Linked DNA regions of Danio rerio: region 2 is linked to region 1. A link is a contact called in public Hi-C data. All regions are on one chromosome and are shown on one strand. Each heading gives the region's core, a stretch centred on a gene start, on an enhancer-like site or on the middle of the called end of the contact. The rest is flanking DNA. Distances are from core to core; before and after follow the strand shown.

Region 1 (6,556 bases), core at 1,093-3,592:
ATTCCTTCCAGGGATTTGCTTTTGTTCAGCTGTATTTTATTAAAAACTCCATAGGATGGTCTATCTTCAAGAGTAGGAAAGTAGTATCGACAAAAGCTTAACGTAATTTCTAAAGTGACTGCAGCAAACCTTTAGTGAATCATTATTTCTGATTAGGTTCTTGTTTACAAATTCTTGGGAGCACTGTCATGCTGTTAGTGTAGTTAATTCAGCATGAGTATATTTAATTATAATTGTCAATTAATTAAATCAATTAATTACATTTTTAAGGTTCACTCAAAAAATCAATTGCAGGCAGGTGTTGAGCAGTGATGGAAGAGAAAATGAAGTATCCTGGCACAAAATCTATATAAATAGATGATCAACAAAAATATTCAAATGATAAAATTACATTTCTTTAAGTATATTTAAACATCTGCCCAATGTAACAATAAAACCCCTTTCAGATTTTGAGCATCCACACAGCATTTCATTAATGATACTGCCTGCTCAAAGTGTTTGTTGAAAGCTTAATGATAGTTTATGATATGCAAACAAGTTTCACTTGAAGTTTTTGTCAAATTTGTGTAAGATTACTCAATCTTTGAGTTTTCTATATTTGTAAAAACAAGAAGGGATTCCCTTACCTGTGTCCCCCAAGAACCCAGCCCGTCTTTGATCCCTGAAGTGTCCTGCAGATTCCCCTGTTTTAGATGGGCTAGACGTTGTTTTGCGGAACAGTCCATTTCCACCAATGGTTTCACCCAAGCCACCATGTCTGATGAGCATGTGGATCACCATCTGTTGCTGTGTGCGGAAGCCCTTTCCACACTCCAAGCACTCTGAAGTTTTCTGGGAATTTTTACGGCTAGGGCGAGAAGTAGGGCGATACTCAGAGTCACTCAGATTTTCAGGGCTTCGCTCACCTGTTGAAACATGGCTGTTCTTTTCTCCATTGCTGTGCTGATCTGGAGTGCAGCCTTGGGTAACAGCCCCTCTCCGTTTCTTGGTTGGGATACTCACAGTGGAATCAAGTGATTTCTTCCGCTTGTCCTGTCTGAGTAAGACATACTCGCCTTTTTCCCTGTCGTATGCTACATCCGCATCAGCTAACCTTTCTTCCCAGCCCTGGCTTCTCTCTGTTACCTCCACCAATTTGCCTCTTGTTGCCAGTTGCCAAGCTTGGTAGCTGCTTACAGGATCAAGCTCTGGGATTCTTTTCCCTATGGTTCCCTCACTAGGGTTCTCAATATTTCCTGCAGGTTTCAAGTTTAGGCATTGCAGGAAGCTTGTCTTGGTGACAGATGGAAAGTTGTTTTCATTGCAGTTTTTGTTTTTAAGAGGCTGCTCAATATTTTTGTGAACCTGCTCATGCAATTGCAAGCTTTTGCGGTCATGGAAGAAGTTACCACACTTGGCACAGAGTTCATACAGACACACTTCATTCACCAAGTTGGACTCGTCCTGCGCCACCTCGTTGACAGTGGCCGGAAGGTAAGAGTTACTCCTTGGTTTTACCTTGGTGTTGTGGGTCTTCATGTGACTACGTAGGAACCAGGGCTCACGAAAACGACGTCCACAGATCCGGCACCCATGATCCATACTGTTCTGATGTTTCTTCATGTGAGTTTTTAGACACCAGGCTTGGGTGAAAACCTGGTCACATTGCTCACATGGGAACTCGCCTTTACCAAGTATACCATCAGTTTCTTCGCTGGTAGACACTTCTTTGGTGATAGATTCCTCATCACTTGGATGATCCTTCTCAACGTGAGCCTGCAGTTGGTCCTCCTGCTGGGTCTCATAAGGGCACAGTTCACATCGCAAGACCTTGTGAAGCTCCTGCATATGCTTTTCAAGCTCTGCCTGACCGGACAATCTTTTCCTGCACAAAGAACACTGCACTGACTGTTTACCACTCTCACCAGGGATTCTTTCCTTCTTTCCACTTTTCTTCCTCATTTTGGTTGCATCCTCACCACTCACAACCTTGTTGCAAGCCGAGGTACTCTCAGTTGGACTAGAGCAACTACCTTGATCTTCTGGCACCCCTCCTTCCTTTTCCCCTTCCTCGTCCATATCTTCCTCCTCGCCCCCGCCACTCTGGCTAAGACCATCCAGTTTGTGGCTGCGTATGTGGGCCTTTAAGCTGCCCTTTTGGGCTGAGCGGTGCTCACAATGAGGACATTTGTAGGGTTTCTCCCCGGTGTGCTTTCTCATGTGCTGGGACAATGAGCTGAGGAAAGGAAAACTTCTTCCACAGAGTTCACAAGTGTGTCCCCGGCTCTTCTTGACATCAGGGTTGTCATGGCCACCCTTGGAGAAGGGCTCTTGTTCTGAGACTTCTGGCCTTTCCACCTCCATTTCAAGGCTTGAAATTTCCACTGAGCTGCTATCTGTTGTCCAATTTATTAGATTCTATTAAGTCTGTCTCGCCTGTAGTCATTCGGTCTGAGTAAAAGTTCTCTTTGTCAAACGTGTCATTGTTGGAAATTCTGTGTTGACAGTGTTGGTTTTGTCTGGAATATGTCTGGAGCTTTTTCTCCAATGAATCATCTTACCAGCTGAGGGTTTGCTTCATTCTGGTCACCTGAGAGGAAATGGAGACAGAAAAGAAACAAATTTGAGAACAAGGCTTGCAAATTAGAAAAAAAATGGTTTATTCATTAATCTATTTAGTCTATGTGAATGAACAGTTACAAGCAAATGAAGGACATGCGCATTTTTGTTTAGAAAAATTACTGTCTGAATCAATCTTTTTATAAATCATGTTCTGTTATGAATTAAGTGTTGTTTCCAAAAGCTGTAGAGATACATATCTTTAGAAGGAGAGAACTTAGGTCCAGTGTTTCAGACAACCCCCAGCTAACAGAGTTCTTTTATATAATGTCATCTGACAGTCTTTTGTTCAGTCCAAACTATTCGTTTAAGGCAGGATCCATACTGCATAGCTGAATACAGCAGACATAGTACATTGAGTTTTATGCTCTGCACCATTTACAAGTGAGTGGGAGAGGGACAAAGAGACAAAGGGAGAGAGACTGCTGATGTCCTCATTTAAGAGTCAGAGAGAACCACACATCTTAAAGCATTGCTTAAACTCACATTTTACCCAAAATGATTATTGTAAGAAGACATTGAATAGAGATACAGTGAATACTCTGCTCAATACAACAACAAGCAGGGTATTAATTGTTGCAAATCTACAAAAGCATACACACCCAGTCCAGAATCAGGATTTCCTGCCATTCTTTTTTTTTGCATTCAATTAAATCTAAACATAGTAATCATTCTTTTCATTTTGGCAATCTTAAAATTGGTTATTCCAGTCAATGTTTTTATTTATTCTAATATTGACCAGTGTGTTGGCTAGTTTGTGCACTTTGTGACAGAAAAAAATACATATAATCATACAAACTCTACTCTATAGTAGACACTATAATAGGGAACTAGTAGGGAATAGTAGGAAACTTAGTAATGTTAGGAAATTTTGTCAAAAGAATTTAAAATTGTATTAGTATTATTAATAATATTTATGCAATGTTTTGACATTTTTCACTTTAATAATTAAAGATTAATTGTTCATGCTTAAATTTAACTACAATTCTGTATATCTGTGTTACAGCAGATACCCAATGTGGTCGTATACAACATGTGCCCCCATATGTGAGCAATATCACACGAGTAGCAGTGCGATAAGGCTATATATCTGCACTGGTGGGAAGCGTGCATTGCGTCTTAGTGTCCCAGCAGTGATTACAACTGTTTAATGGCATAATCGTGCATATAAAAAAAGAGAATCAAACACAGTGCGCCTAAAAATCCTTTTGTATGTAGAACTACTTTCTTCCGTCATTTCTTCCTTTCATTCAGTTGATGTCAAAACAGCTACACCAATGTAATTTTAGAGCTAGTATTTGAATACATATCTTGCATAATATCGAAAATGATGACAAATCAGGTTTTATTTTATTATATATAAATCCCATCTCCCATATAATCAAGTATGTATATAAGTGTTTGGGTGAATCTTTGCCTGAAGGACAACACTAAGTCTCAGTTAGTCTTCTCTCATATTCGGTTTGAGCTGTAACTGTCCGCTCAGTCCTAAATTCATTGTGTGTACATGTGTGGATGTGTGCGTGTGTGTGCTGAGCCGTAAAGACACTATTCAGTGTTGGGAAAGAGAGGGGCCAGTTGGGATAGACCCTGAGGGCCGCTCTCTCTCTCTCTCTCTCTCTCTCTCTCTCTCTCTCTCTCTCTTTCTCTCTCTTAACAATCAATAATCCATTATATACCAACTACATTTCACCACTGGCCCAGCATCCCCCTCACACAAACACACTCATTCTAACGCACAAAAAGCACTCATATCTCCACAGTTCATCTTTTACGGTAAGTTAACTTGCTGGGCTATAAAATGGCAGGTAAGAAATTTAAAGTGCAGATGTTTAGGAAATTGGAAGTTTTCCTAGAGGTCCCATCATCCATTTACCTCGGCTTACATCCAGTGTTTGCCTACTTATCTGGGTTATTTCCTTTGATTATTTGATTTTGTATGTTGGGTAGCGTGTAAACAGCGTAGCCGCAATGACAATGGAATTGATGAGGTGCTTAACCGCATAATAACGGAACTGAACATGCTGAGCTGGTAATGAATAGTGGTTTGCTGTTTGGCAAACCAATGAGCTGAGCATTAAATCACCGTAACTATGATACAGAGAGGTTTGGGAGATGTGTAAAGACACACTACACACACACACACATATATATATGTATATATATATATACACGTCAGCAGTGGGGTTATTATTGAAACATGGCTGTTCTCAGAGGGCTTACCTCAGCTCTGCTGACCTACTTATCCCCAGACAGTTCATCTCATCTTGTAGCTCCATCAATGCAGGATCAGTGCATTTTTCAAATTGAGTGGTGTGTGTGTATGTGTGTCAGTGCGCGTGTGTGCACTCAAATCCTAAACCAAATTGTGCATTTTGTCCAAACGCACAGAGACAGTTACCAACCACTAACAGGCATCAGCTCTGACAAGAGAAGATGGAAGAGCTTAATTGGCTTTTGTTCTTGCTGTGATTTGACAGACAGCAGAAACATTACTTGTATTGTTTATTTGTTTTCTACTTAAAACTATAACTTTTTTAAGGTTTTTAATTCATAACCTGCCCTAATACAAACAAACAAAGCATAACTTTTATATGAACTGATTTCAGGTTTTGATTTTCACTTCTTGCACAAATTATATATACATATAAACTATCATTATTGGAAAACTCACATAGGAGCATATTGTCCATGGTCTTACTATCTTTTTTTAAACTTGGTGAATCCCCCCAAACTACAATCTCATTGTGCTTCTCGCACCAGAACTGTCACAACAGCTCATGTCTATACCTCCTCTGAGCGGCGGGGAGTCCAGCATGGCCATTGTTGAATGCAGGGGTCCATCCTACGCTAGCGGCCTGTCTGAAGCACGTCTGGTTGGGGAAGACAAAAGGAAGACCCTCCCGGTCCCATTTCAGAGAAGATCCTGCTTGGTACCCTCAACTGCTGATTACAGCTGCATAAAAGGGGGACCCTTGTGCGAGTTTGCGAATACAAGCAGGATAGCAGGTGCTGAGGCTAACATTGTCATGTTAAATTACGGGAAATATTCTGGTGTGTACAAGAGGATTAATGCCCCCAGGTTTGAAACCGAGGAACGAGAGAAGCCAAGGAGAAACAGGTTTAGTTGGAAATCCAACATGAAATGTCAAGTCCTGCAAAGTTAAAGTCTGTGTAATGAGGAATGCAAGTACAGATGTGGTCATACGATAAAAAACCAAACGGAGAACAGGCACAAACGTTTCCATTCAGCTGAAATGCAAAGCTTAGCGATACAGCAAACACAGGGGTGAAGGGTGTCTTTGTTCTGCAGTGTTTCTGAAATGAAGACACAATGAACACTACTTAATTGTAGTGCATAAAACAAGATTTACAACTAAAATACTTAAAAAAAAAAAATAGATGTTTTTATAGAGACTACAACTCTGTCCCTTACAGAGACTACAACTGTCCACCAGATATGGTCTTTGACAGTGGTTATGATGGATGTTTATGATTCTGGTGGTTTCCACAGTTAGGATACAGCCACCATTCATTTCAGATTCCAGAGGAACCTTCCTACAACACGTCTGCGGTCATACCCTTGCTTTAACTCTTAGGTGTCATTCTTAATACACTTCTGCACATATATACTGCACAAAACACCTATACATACTGCACAAAGGACAATAATAACTGCAAAAATAAAATAAATATTTTAGTGATCTTAAAGGAACAATTCTAAATTGCATATTATAATATAAAAATGCTATAAAATATATATAATACAAAGTTTGAAGAATATTTAGCACATTAACCATATACAAAAATCAAGGGTTCCCTGAAAAGGACAAGTAAACATACTACAATGGCCTATGCATTACATTTTAAGTATTCAAAAACCCCAGTTTATAACTCAAGGGTTTTGTTTGCTCATCTAAAAAGTCATTTTATAGTTAGTTGTCATGTCATGACACAA
Region 2 (7,041 bases), core at 526-3,025, 94 kb after region 1:
TTTTTAAAACCTGCAGATACAATATTGTATTGATCAAAGGTACAAATGTGATCCATGAAGGTACCACTACAGTGACAAGACACTTTTGTATCTTTACAGTGTCAAATGTGTTCTTTCAAGAACTATTAAAAGGCATTTTACTTTATCCAAAATGTGTCAATTTCATTTATTCATTTTTTTGTCGGCTTAGTCCCTTTAGTAATCTGTGGTCGCAACAGCGGAATGACCGCCAACTTATCCAGCAAGTTTTTACGCAGTGGATGCCCTTCCAGCCGCAACCCATCTCTGGGAAAATGTGTCAATTTATTTTCAGTAAATATAAAACATCAAATACATTTTTAAACAAATGCACATTTTTTAAAATCTTTTTGTGTGAATGCACTTTTCTATTTACAATAAAGAATAAAAAATACATTAACATCAATCAAAATATAAGTTTTTTTTTTTTGCTAAATATTTCACAAAATTTTTTACAAAAAAATTACAGAAACATTCTCCATTTACTATATAAAACATTTATTTTTCCAAATTTTACATAATAATTTTGATATTTCTTAAAAGTAATTTAAATTACTTAATTTTAAAATAAAATGTATTTAATTAGGAATGCTTACCAAATGTTTATTTAAAATGCCTTAAATGTTTAGTTTACAATACTTTTGTTTTATCAGTAGTTATCAGTAGTAGCATAGCCCTACACCGTGGCTGTCGGCGTCGCTGAAGTGCACCTCTCAAAAAATTTAACTACACGTTGCAACGACGCGTAGCACAAGCTCTGTGATTGGTCGGCTCGGTAGTGCTGACGAGTCTGGTTGGGACCGAGACCCGCACGAATTGCGCGAGCCCAATGGAGCGATTGTTTACAAGTGTGGAGTCCCGTGAAGGAGCTCCGGATGGAAAGTTTTGTTTTGTGTATACCTCATAGTTAAAGTTGTTGCACATCCACCGGTTTCTGCCTCAAAATGAGCGAGTTTGAGCAACTTGTACATTCAGGAAGTGTTCAGGAAAAGCAAAACACCAGCGAAGAAACTCAACACAGAGGAACATTAACACATCACTGCTAACTAGCGTTTCGGAAGTGTTAATGCAGACCAACAGAGACAGCGCGCAAAAGTATAAATGCACAGCTACGCGCGTTGCATGCGCCGTGGGTACGACGGTCACTTGACGCAGAAGTATAAACCAGGCTTTAGCTGCTACTATGTCAGCCAGGATTTTCTTGGGATTTTCAACCAGGTGTAGCTCAGGAGTCTGGGCTGGCCACTTTATTCACTTTTATACACTCTTTGGGTTTAGTCTTTCCTCAGTTTGAAAATGAACTAGATGTTTTAAACTAAATGTGAATGTTTCCAATTACCTACTATATGACTCATTCACTGAGTCACTCATTTACTCACCGACTCACTGATTTACTGGTTCAATCAGTCACTGCTCACTGACTCACTCACTCACTCACTCACTCACTCACTCACTCACTCACTCACTCACTCACTCACTCATTCACTCACTCAGACTCACTCACTGACTGACTCACTTAATGACTCACTCAATCACTGACTCAATCAATCACTGACTCACACAATTACTGACTCACCCACTAACTTACTTACTGACTCACTGACTGACTGACTCACTCACTGACTTACTCACTCAATGACTTACTCACTTACTGACTCACTCCACTAGTCACTGACTCACTCACTTACTGGCTCACTCACTGACTCACTCACTAACACACACACTGACTCACTCAATCAGTTGCTCACTCAGACTCACTGACTTTACTGACTGACACACTCATTCAATGACTCACTCACTTACTGACTCACTCACTCACTGACTCATTCAATCAGTCACTCACTAAATGGCCGAATCACTCACTTAATGACTCACTCACTTACTGACTCATTCACTCACTCATCCAATGAATCATTTACTGACTCACTTAATCAGTCACTGACTGACTGACTCACTCACTGAATCACTCACACTCTCCTTTGGCCAATTCCCTGATTTATCAGGCACATGGTTTACTGCCAAATTCATGTTTGTAACTGTTCCAGACCTAAATAAATTAAATGTACTTTAATGAGAAAAGTGAACTTTGCATAACATCAACAAAGATTAGTCTTATGAAGATGCTGAAGAAAGATTGAGTGACTCCAGGTCTTTCCGTCCAATATCTTTTAAACATCAAGTCACTGCATGTTGAGATCCTTACCTTGTTTAGGACTGGACTGGTGAGAGATTCCAGCTGTAGTGTTGAACCGATTGACATTCTCTGCATTGTTCTTTCCTGTTTTCTATTAGATTTTCATGGATGTCCAGCCTTCTGGTGGAATTTAAATGATTAAATGACATTTTAGCCTAATTCTGTGGAACAACCAATACATATGGCTGAAAGAGTTCTTTGGCCTTTTTCGGGCCCAGTTATTGGAATCATTTTGGCTTGAGACTTCTGGTCTCATTCACTTTCATGGTTTTTTAGAAGTGATAACTGTAAAGGAAACTGACAGTTAGGAAAGTTTGTCAGATAATTGAGGAATTAGATTAAAACCAATAACTGTGAAAATCTGAAAGAGTTCTTTTATTTTGGTCAGTCTTGTTCTTAATACGTCATATAGAGTTTCATATATTCTGTGCTTCAGAATATATGCTTAAAATGGCTTGTTTGCTAATTTAAAAATAACTTCAAATAGGACAGCTGTGAACTTGATGTTTAGGACATTGTAGGTTCTCTAATTCTAATCTCCAATTTATATATCATTACACTCAATGGACACATATCAACATGATAGGTGAATTTCATGATATGAAATTTGTATATTGCTATAACGTTTACTGCTGTCTCATTGCTGTCATTCTCTGAATCACACATTTAATACTGTTGATGGTATCTGTGCATAGTGGATTTACTTTCGTTGTCTAATCAAGGAATTATATACATGCGGGTATTTCCCATATGTAGATTATAGTACTGAATTACAGCTCTTGTACTGTACAAGTGCAGTTCAATTAACAGCAACTGTTGTTAATAAGGGCTTAATAATTTGTAAACTTTTGTTAAGCTTTGTAGCAAATTAAATGAGTAGCATTTGTGAGATCTATCAAATCTAGGGTTAAATCTTTTTGCTAATGTGTACTCACTGACAATTGGTGCAAAAGTATTTTGAAACAATTTATGGACATTTACAGCGACCTTTCAAGAGACCTATTTTCTAAGGGCATTTCAAGTGAAAGCTCTAAGTGTCTGTCCATCTCGTACACAATTGACCAGGATGAACACCATGCAAAGGTCACGGCAATTCTTCTGCTAACATTCACTCCAGGGAGAATCTCCTAAATAAGTAATTTTCTTTCTCTACTCTTACTCTTTCATTTCAGTGTTTAAAGTTCAACACAATACAATGGCCAGCTGGCATGGCATGCAATTTGACTGTCTTATTTCAAGTGTTTGGTTAGGAGGAAAGGTAAAATCTTTGTAAACATACTTATCCATTAACATAATTACAGGTGGTTTGTCAAGACCACTCACCTGAATATATATATATGTATATATATATATATATATATATATATATATATATATATATATATATATATATGAAGAGTTCTGATATACTAAACGGCATTTCCATCAAAAATGAGCTAATGACTGTCATTTGTCAATGTCAATGTAATTTTTTTTTGCTTCAAATCATATCAATCGCAGCATCAGTGCATTCAGAAATAACAGTCTGTATGCAAAAGCCTCTAATTGCCACTTGCCTTTGACAGCAAAAGCGCTATATCTCGAGAACCAATCAGAATTGTTTTTTGGATTTTGAGGCTTTTGGATCTGAACTCTTCTTTTTTTATATGCATTTATTTTTTTCAGTTTTTTTCATAACACGAGTTCTTGTCGATAGCATGTTACAGTCGTGAACAATGTTCATGAGTTTGTAGTTTGCTATGACCCATTTAGTAATGGAATACCTTTACTTTGCAGTTGTTGGCTTGCACTACTGCACTTATTCAGTCCTTTGATTTGCATGGTTGGTTGACTCTCTCTGCACTGATATTTTGCTAACATCTACAAAAATATCTTTGGCCCAAAGATGGTATACTTCCGGCTTCAAGGAAGGACAGTTCATCACTACAACAAGTAAACTTTGGTTTTACCCAAACTTCCATCTGGATGCTTTTATAGCAATTCTTGCTGTCCATCATACAATGATATGGCTATTAAATAACATCAATTCTTGTCTTAAGACAATTTTGAAAAACCTTTTATGATCTATTTCAAATATTTAAATAACATCACAGCCTGCATAGAGACTAAGCCTTGGACACCAGCATGACAACAACCTAAAACACAGCAAAAGTGGTGAAGAAATGGTTGACAGACAAAAACATTGGCATTTTGCAGTGGCCCAGTCAGAGCCCTGACTTAAATCCAATTGGGAATCTGTGGAGAGGACTAATGATCAAGATTATGGTAAGGAGACCTTCCAATCTGAATGATTCTGTGCTCATTTCTAAAAATGAATGGACAAAAATACTAGTGGAGACTAGTGGATGCAAAAAGCTACTCAATAAGAGTTTTCCAAAAAAAAAAAAATGTTTTTTTCAAATATAAATAAAAACATTTCCACATGGATGTCTCTTGTACATCATCTTATTATCTTGTGGGAGAAGCTTGTTATTTGGGGTCAAAAATAAAATTGCTGGTTGAATTAAAGTAACTTTAAATCAGAATTTGTTTGGGCTGTAAATAATTTCAGATTGACTGTAAATGTATTTCTGTATTTCCAGTTGTACAACAGTTATGTCTGGTTCTCAAATCTGATAGCTGTTCAATATTCTGCAATATCAGAATTTGTATGGCCTCCTCACCCTTATGTAGTACTCCACCCATATAGAGTGACAGCGCATCAATAAACTCACTACAGTTTGCAAATATTGCAGCTGTTGGACAACATAATGTACTTTTGAGGCTTTTTTTAGATGAGAATGTAGTTGTTTAGATTGCATCTATGCAGTTTGTTTATAAGGATAGTGCCTACTTTTAAATATTTATACTTTCTGAGATACAGTGCATTGACATCCATCAGCCTGTCATTGAGCAGAGCAAAGACAATAGACGTTGTTCATTCACAAGATGGTGACAGAGACAGCATAATATACCCCTTAAAAGAGAAAAGATCAGCGTATTTTTGTATTTTACAGCTGATCAGAACATTCTAAAATTAATGAGGGACATTCTAAGTTGGTCTCTTTATTTTGTATTTTGCGGTGCTGTATTTATACCATAGTAACTGTAGTGTACTATCGGTCAAAATAAATATAAAATGTGCAATTAAAATAAAACAAGAACAGAAGCACTCTTGATACATGTTTCAGAGAACCTTTAGAGGATGAACAACATACACACAAACAATGTATACATTTCTGATTCTTTATTTATCGTTACTAGAGAGGGTTAAAGATATTACATCAGAAGACCTGGCCACTTCAGAATATCCTGTGCATTTTAGAAAGTGTAGCACCATTTTGGAGACAAATCCAGCGCTGACAGGGAGAATATTTGACCTAATGTTTATTCAGCACTATTTCAGAAACAGTCCATACAGGCAGAGTATATGAGACACAGAACAATGAACGATATTAAGACATGAGATACAACACAGAAAAAGAAAAAAAAAATCAGCTGAATAAACTCCACCTTACTCTTTCAGAAGTCCTCATTTAGCATTTCCAACATTATCCTTCTTGCACTTTCAGGTTTTCCTTCCTTTTTTCATATCCTTTCCTTTATGCTCCCACTGACTCTTTGTCCTAGATTTCTGCATGTCTGTTATTTAAATATTAATCCTACCCCTGGTAATTACGAGACCTTTCTAAAATAACACCAAAATTGCACATGTAATGACGCAGACAACATTTACAGGTGGTTTTAACACACATACTGCAGTGCAACATCTGAGGGCATACAATCCAAGCCACATACATGCTTAGAATATATTCCCTAGTCCACAAAATTGTGTTTTTAGTCTGTTTTTAATCATTTTAAGGCATGGTCCTGATTAAGAGCTAAATCATTTCTCAAAATGAATCAAATTTAATGTAGTTAACTGGTCATCATATATTTTTTGCATTAATTAAAACTCAATAAAGATTCCTATATACAAATTCCTGGTATAAAGTAAATAACCAATATAGAATGCAACACAAAGACCACAGTGAACATAAACATACAGAAATGCACATCACATGAGGTTGAACATGGATCTCAAGAAAACCATGGAGAGGCAGTATAACATAGAATAAATGCCACACATCAAATGCTGGAGAGCATATAAGCAATCCATTTTGTGAAACACATATAAGACCAATTCAGAATGATCAAATGATTCATCTGGTTGGTTCAGGGATTTTAAAAAAGAGAAATACTCTGTCTAATTGTTTCAAACCTTTTGTATGAGTTTTTGCTCTTTGTATATGTTGAAATTGATCACCAGCTAAATTTTAAAGGGAGACTTACAAGACGTATCGCATCACCTGACCATTGACAATTATTACAGCAAGTTTGCACACATACAGTCAACACGTGCTTCTGTAACCCTGCAGGCATGTAGCAACAGATACTTGGATTGTATCTCTATCTAGGAAGCGAAGATGGCCAATGTTAGTCTGTTAAACTCGCTGCGACTGGTGAGTCTGTAGGGCAGACATCCTCCCTCTCAAGTTTTTGCTTCCCGTCCATTTCACTCTCTTCCATCTCAGTGTTTTCCTGCTTGGAGAAGGGCTCAGAAGATGGTGCTCCAGCGTTTGGGTGGAGAGCGAGATCGGCTTTCTCCCTGAGATTATAGAAGAAAACCAGTGTGGTCATCATCATTGTTGAAACATTCTCAACGGCGCTGTTGGATTATGCAAAATTAGTTTTGAAACATATAATCAGGGGTGTAAAATACTTGAGTAATTTGACTTCTTTACTGTATAGAAGAATTATTTTGGGTGTTTTTGTACTTCATGCATTAGGGTTAGGGTTTGCGTCTTACA

The links. A called contact is a pair of places that touch in the nucleus more often than the background predicts.
Region 2: a contact with region 1 is called in a Hi-C map of fibroblasts, with 5 times the contacts expected there. The contact joins the enhancer-like site here to the promoter of znf516 in region 1. A contact is called at or near these places in 8 of 18 Hi-C or Micro-C datasets (caudal fin, embryo, fibroblasts and 2 more) and 1 of 4 datasets of contacts at active chromatin or transcription factors (caudal fin).

What each region holds. Positions count from the first base shown.
Region 1 is chr19:24,117,324-24,123,879 of GRCz12tu, forward strand. It overlaps znf516 (zinc finger protein 516), which reads right to left and starts at 2,343. Exons shown (of 4, transcript NM_001159669.1): 1 at 627-2,343. The coding sequence starts at 2,343.
Region 2 is chr19:24,212,121-24,219,161 of GRCz12tu, forward strand. mbpa (myelin basic protein a) reads right to left here. Exons shown (of 4, transcript XM_073931663.1): 4 at 5,426-6,839. The coding sequence ends at 6,789. Among named protein-coding and RNA genes, the nearest start is that of mbpa, 20 kb to the right of the region's middle. Within about 2 kb of position 1,776, at least 2 of the 62 cell types and tissues checked have an H3K27ac peak or open chromatin away from gene starts, as enhancers often do.